2 separate regions of the Gasterosteus aculeatus genome follow, and region 2 is linked to region 1. A link is a contact called in public Hi-C data. All regions are on one chromosome and are shown on one strand. Each heading gives the region's core, a stretch centred on a gene start, on an enhancer-like site or on the middle of the called end of the contact. The rest is flanking DNA. Distances are from core to core; before and after follow the strand shown. Region 1 overlaps LOC120830487. Region 2 holds the start of ssh1a (slingshot protein phosphatase 1a).

Region 1 (2,904 bases), core at 147-2,646:
GCGAAAGTGTGATTTTTCTGTGTCGAGTGTTACAGAACCGGCCAGCTGACCGTGATGGTCTTGATAAATATTGCAAACCGAGGTAACAATATGGAGGAATTTTGACAAATTTAACTAGGAAATAAAATGTAGATTTGTAGCAGATTGAATCTAAAATGATTTTCTTATTTAACCTAGTTGGGTTTATTTTTTTATTCAAATAATGGACACCAGGATGTGGCATCCTGAAGCGTCCGTTAGTTCAAATCTTAACACCTCTCCCTGGGTCACAGTGGTAATCACATTTAGTTGCCTTTTTGTCAGTTTTCTTTAGCTTTTTTAAAAACTAATAACCAATGTATTGCAGTTAGATTTGCGGTGAGCTGCCGCTTCTTCTGCGGGCGTGAAGCCTTTCGCTGTCAAAAAGCTGTAGGACGAGACGACTGCTCAACGTTTTAATAGCTCCCAACAGGAAATGAACAAACTTCTCCACCGTCATGGTAATCTCTTGTGATGATGGATCACTGTGACTACTATTCAATACCATCAAGCGATTGCGAACAATGCTTGTGTAGGGTCTGAATTAGTGGAAGTTTCTTCAAAATGGCCTTTTGGCTCCTAAAATCCACTCCGAGGATTACTGTCAGGTTTGTCTGTGTCTGAGAATCAATTGCCATGACTTGACACTAATAGACTCTTATGTGGTGAGCACGCTCTGCTGAACATGTTCATTTAGCTCAAATCCCAACTTAATCCCTGGTCATCACTTTTTAACTGCAGTTCCTCACACACAGATAGTAAAAAACTAAATTACATGCGTCAAATGCAATTCAAAGTCTGTAATATCAAATGATGATTCGGTGTGGTTGAACACACCTCTTGTCTCTGTTTCAGTTTATTTCAGTCTAAGTAGGTAGAGACATATAAATCTTTAGTAACATTAACAGATCCCTGATTTAAGATGTCTGTTTACCAGAACCCTGTCCGATACAATGAAATGGTGTTTGACTTGGAGCTATATTTATTCATTCAAATATTTTGTAGAACTTCAAACTATTCTATGTTGGAGAGGAGCAAAGACTCCCGACAGACACTTCTGTTCCTTCTGAAATGCATCACTGAGCTGCCAGTCGGCCACCAGCTGTTATGTCCACGTGTATTCTGTGAAACCTTTTATCCCCTTGGGATTAATTCATGTCCGATTTCCCATCTTGCCTCTGCCGCTCATGGAGGACACCTCAGAGTGTGTGTGTGTGTGTGTGTGTGTGTGTGTGTGTGTGTGTGTGTGTGGATCACATTCCCCTTGATGTTTTTAGTACAAGTGCCTCATTTTAAGACAAATACAGACTTGCCTTCTCCCTTCGGCCGTTGTGAAGGGCTGAACTTCAGGGCAAATTTGCAACAAGTTTCCACAGGAAAATGTAACCCACTGCGGTGTGTCACAAGCAACCCTGTGTGCAGCTTTGGGTTGTTGTTTTCAGCTGAACTCTTGTCCGTGTGAGGCATTCCGATGATAACATTTGATAGTAAACCGCATTCCTGCTCTGCGTATCGTATCGGCAGATGTGTTTTTTTACATACTCAAAGCAGCCACTTGTGTTTGATTTTCATACCCTGCAATTTCAAAACGTGTCCATCGGCACCATTGACACCTCAAAGGGGGCCACATTTGACACCGTCGCGGCCCTCCTGCTCCCATTAGTCATACCAGTGGTGCCTGAGGCCGAGGTGTGGAACACCGGGCTCTCTAGTCCCGCTGCCGGTCTCCTCTAACTCGCTCGGGCTGATCAGGAGGTCGAGCCCCAGGCCTTTGCTCTGCTGAAAACATTTCTAGTATAGAATTCTTTTTTTCTTCTTCTATTTACTCAAGTGAAAAGTATTGATGGAAAATGTTGGGAGAGCTGAGCTGAGAAACGAGTATGAGGTTGTGTAGGAATCTTTGCAGCATGTCTGAACTGGTGTGCTGAGAGGTGTCTGAATGTTGAAACACTGATCCCGTAAGTCTTAATCTTAGTTTCTTCAAGGAAGCACATGAATTTATGCTCATTTTACACACTTTTAATTACACCATATGGGTGCGTAAACATTCTGTTCAGAGTTGCCACATCTTTGTAAACTGGGATAATATACAAACAATACCTGGTCACTGTCTACTCCCTGCTTCTCTTCAACATAAACCAGCAGATCGGTATTGATTACCCAACACTAACTGGTTATTGAAAAGTGTTCTGAAAACGATCCATAACCCTTATTTGTTGTGACAACCTTGTAAACAGTGTTTGTGCTGTTCCGTTTGCCACAGCTGGTCATCAGTCTGTGTCCTTCCTGCTCCACTTCCTGTTCCCTCTGTGTCCAGGAAATCGCGTGCAGGAAAGGTCTGCTGTAATGTACATCTGTGCGGCTGAGATGACTTTGACATACGCAGATGTCGCATGTATCGCATAGTGCACATTTCCCTTGTTCTGTGGTCCACTGCATGAAAATGAAGTCGACCCAGCTGCAGAGGGGAGGTCACCGGTCTCACGTGTAATGGTACTGTTATCTGATACCGGATGGTGGCTCATACATCCCTATTGACAGAAGTGTCAAAGTCTGCTTTCTTTACACTCTGCTCCAGGGTACATTTCAGGGTGTGTTCAGCCGTCTGGTGAGGTTTAGACAAGATATGGGGATTTTTCACATACTGCACGTAAAAATCCCCCGCGCTTTCACATACTGCATTCTTTAATCACTATACTTGCTCAGTCAAGCAAATGTAATGTATGAAATGATCAAATGATTTGGCCTGTAACCCTAGCGAGGCTCTTACTCCCTGTGATTTGTACAGGCGTCGTGTTAGGCTGTACTAACCCATGGAACTTGTTCCTCTGTTCAGTCTGATAACAAAACACCGGCGTATCGATGTGGTTATATCCGCTGAGCCTC
Region 2 (2,700 bases), core at 147-2,646, 37 kb before region 1:
ACACTAGAATAGCAATGGTGAAAATATTCTGTTTATAATCCATGTATTACCTATATGATTAAAAGTGCATTATTAGTTGTAGTGGTATGGAAGCAGCTTTAGTAATGATTGGACAGATATATTGAGTTGAAACGTTTAGGAGTTGGCGTTTAGAAGTCTTCCCAGTGTGAAAACCATTTTGACAACTCAATTATCACTGCGGTCAACTCAGCAGACACTTGAATTTTAGTGCACGTGTATGCTGACATTTACGGTATTAAACAAGTAACCGGAATACAAAAAACAAGTAACACACATACCACACACATACCACAGTTATTGTCCAGAATCTTTGAAGATTCTGGACAATAACTGTGGTATGTGTGTTCAGGACCATTCTGACTACTTTTACTGTACAAAGTTAGATAATTATCCAAATTAAAAGCCCTATATTTCAAAGTTCAAAAGGACCATCCATTTTTGAACTGCAATAAAAATACTTTTCTCAATAGTTCCAGTCAACGTGTATTCTAATACATGTTCCAATATATACCGTAAATATTAGCATAAACGTGCAATAAAATTCAAGTGTCTGCTTAGTTGACCGCAGTCAATTATGTAACAGAAATGGGACTTCATTTGTATTTGCATTTGAAATCGCTGACGTGGAACGAGGTTGGTTATTTATGTAAATGCTGCGTAATGTAAACAAATCGAATGCGATTATTACAGACGATCCACTCGCAACCGAACTGTTGATTTCCAAAACAGTTTTGCTTTACCTTCAGTCAAGTCTTCAGCCACCAGCGTAGAACTTGGTGAAGTCGGTCACAGCAAACACTCTTTCCTTTACTCACCCCTCGGTGCCGCGGTCACGTGGGCCGGGGGCGGAGCTAGATGCCTCTCAGCACGTATTAGATCGATTGTGATGCGCGTCACAATCCAATTTCCAAACTTAACAATCAAACCATGTATCAGTGCTTCCTTTTCGCTATTTTTCCCTTTTTACTGTTCGTGGACATGAATGTGTCCACACGTTATTGTTATATCATGGAGTGAAAATTTGTTATCGTATATTTTAGTTGAATAGCTTGATGCCTAGCCGCCTATTGTTTGTTTACAGTTACAGTTTACTAGTACTCATAGGACTGCCTCCAATAATATGATTGTTTCCAGGACTAAATGTACAAGTACACGTCTGAGTTGAATCACATTCAGCACCCACAGACATCAAGCACAGCCACACTTTAGAGATAATAATAATAATAATAATATTGATCACCATTTTTATTGTATCAAATTATCATTGGTGCTATAGTAATTAATAATACTACGGTCTAATTTTGCTAAATCATATTCAAGATCAGTTATTTTTATTTTTGTGTGTTCATGTTCTATGTTGTCTAAATTGTCTTTGTTGTTTACAAAGCCGTACTCGGGCTGCATTAAAAATGGCTTTTGCCTTGATGTTTTGTTAAGTGGTATTCATTGTATCACCACATAGTTCGAAGTGCCATCGAGGCGGCCAGGGCCGTGAAGGCGGCACTTCCTGCGGGACCCACGCGGCTCATCTCGCTCCCTCCCTCCATCCACCCATACGTCCGTCCATCAGTTGCATCGTTAGCTCGGCAGCTAGCAGCTAGCAGCTCAGCAAGCCCAGCGGCCGGCCGGTGCATCCGCAGCTTCCAGCCATGGCGTTGGTTACTCTGCAACGGTCCCCGACGCCGAGCGCCGCGTCCACCGCCAGCACAGCAACCACCACCGCGGGGGAGGTCAGTCCGGTTCCCCGGGGTCAAAAAAAAAACGACGGGCCGCGGGCGTGAAGGTGTTGTCGTAAGGTGTTGTCTTGAGAAAGAGGCCCGCTGATTGGAGCTAAATTAGCGCCGTTGGTTAACGTTATGCTAGCTCGGGCTTCATCGGTAGCTAGCAAACGTCTCCGTTACTCATCACGAGACGCTGCTGTTCACCACTAACGGTAAACTAAGTTATGTTAAAAAAAAAGGCGGCTGGACTTGTCGTTTCTATAAAATACCAACAAATTAATTAGAAAAAAAACCTCTCACACCTGTTAAATGTTGCGTTGATTTGAAAGAGCTGCTGAATTTGACAAACGTCTTAATGAATGATTTGAGTTAGCCGGTGCTGATGTGAGTGGCTGAAATGGAAACATGACATTGATTGACACTGATGTATTTAAGGTGTTATCACACACTGTGTGTGTGTGTGTGTGTGTGTGTGTGTGTGTGTGTGTGTGTGTGTGTGTGTGTGTGTGTGTGTCTCTCTCACACCATCAGCACCACGGCGACACCGAACAGGGACGTAAAAGAGATTTCCCGTCCGGTAAACGGCCAATAAGGGGAGGGAGGAAAAAAAGATTTTCGTGTGTTTCTCTATCAGCAGTTTGAGACACTATTTTTTTCCAGGAACTCACTGAAAGCTAAACGGCATTGTCCTAGAATCCAAACGATATCATTCAAATATAACTTCCTTTGCCTCTTCCAAGTACAAGTGTTTTCTCTTCTCTGTCACAAGAGGGCGCAAACCACCAGCCACGAACAGGCACCAAACCACAGGAGATGACAGCTGTCTGTCACAGACCATTAAAACCCCACATGTTCAAATGCATGCACAGTTGTTACTTATTACAAATACATTCCTTGTTTTGATAGTTCCTTTTGTTTGTTTGTCTGGTTTTCATTTCTGCACTGAGGGGAAGGGATG

What was found. A called contact is a pair of places that touch in the nucleus more often than the background predicts.
Region 2: a Hi-C map of whole body shows a contact between it and region 1, with 3 times the contacts expected there. The contact joins the promoter of ssh1a here to the enhancer-like site in region 1. A contact is called at or near these places in 4 of 6 Hi-C or Micro-C datasets (liver, skeletal muscle, tail fin and 1 more).

The regions. Positions count from the first base shown.
Region 1 is chr13:10,663,328-10,666,231 of fGasAcu3.hap1.1, reverse strand. All of the region lies in intron 4 of LOC120830487, which reads left to right. Among protein-coding and RNA genes, the nearest start is that of LOC120830556, 12 kb to the right of the region's middle. Within about 2 kb of position 1,396, at least 4 of the 9 cell types and tissues checked have open chromatin away from gene starts, as enhancers often do. A contact at or near this core is called in liver, where this site is marked.
Region 2 is chr13:10,700,908-10,703,607 of fGasAcu3.hap1.1, reverse strand. It overlaps ssh1a (slingshot protein phosphatase 1a), which reads left to right and starts at 1,396. Exons shown (of 15, transcript XM_040196687.2): 1 at 1,396-1,751. The coding sequence starts at 1,671. It overlaps LOC120831316 (D-amino-acid oxidase), which reads right to left and starts at 1,294. Exons shown (of 11, transcript XM_040196693.2): 1 at 762-1,294.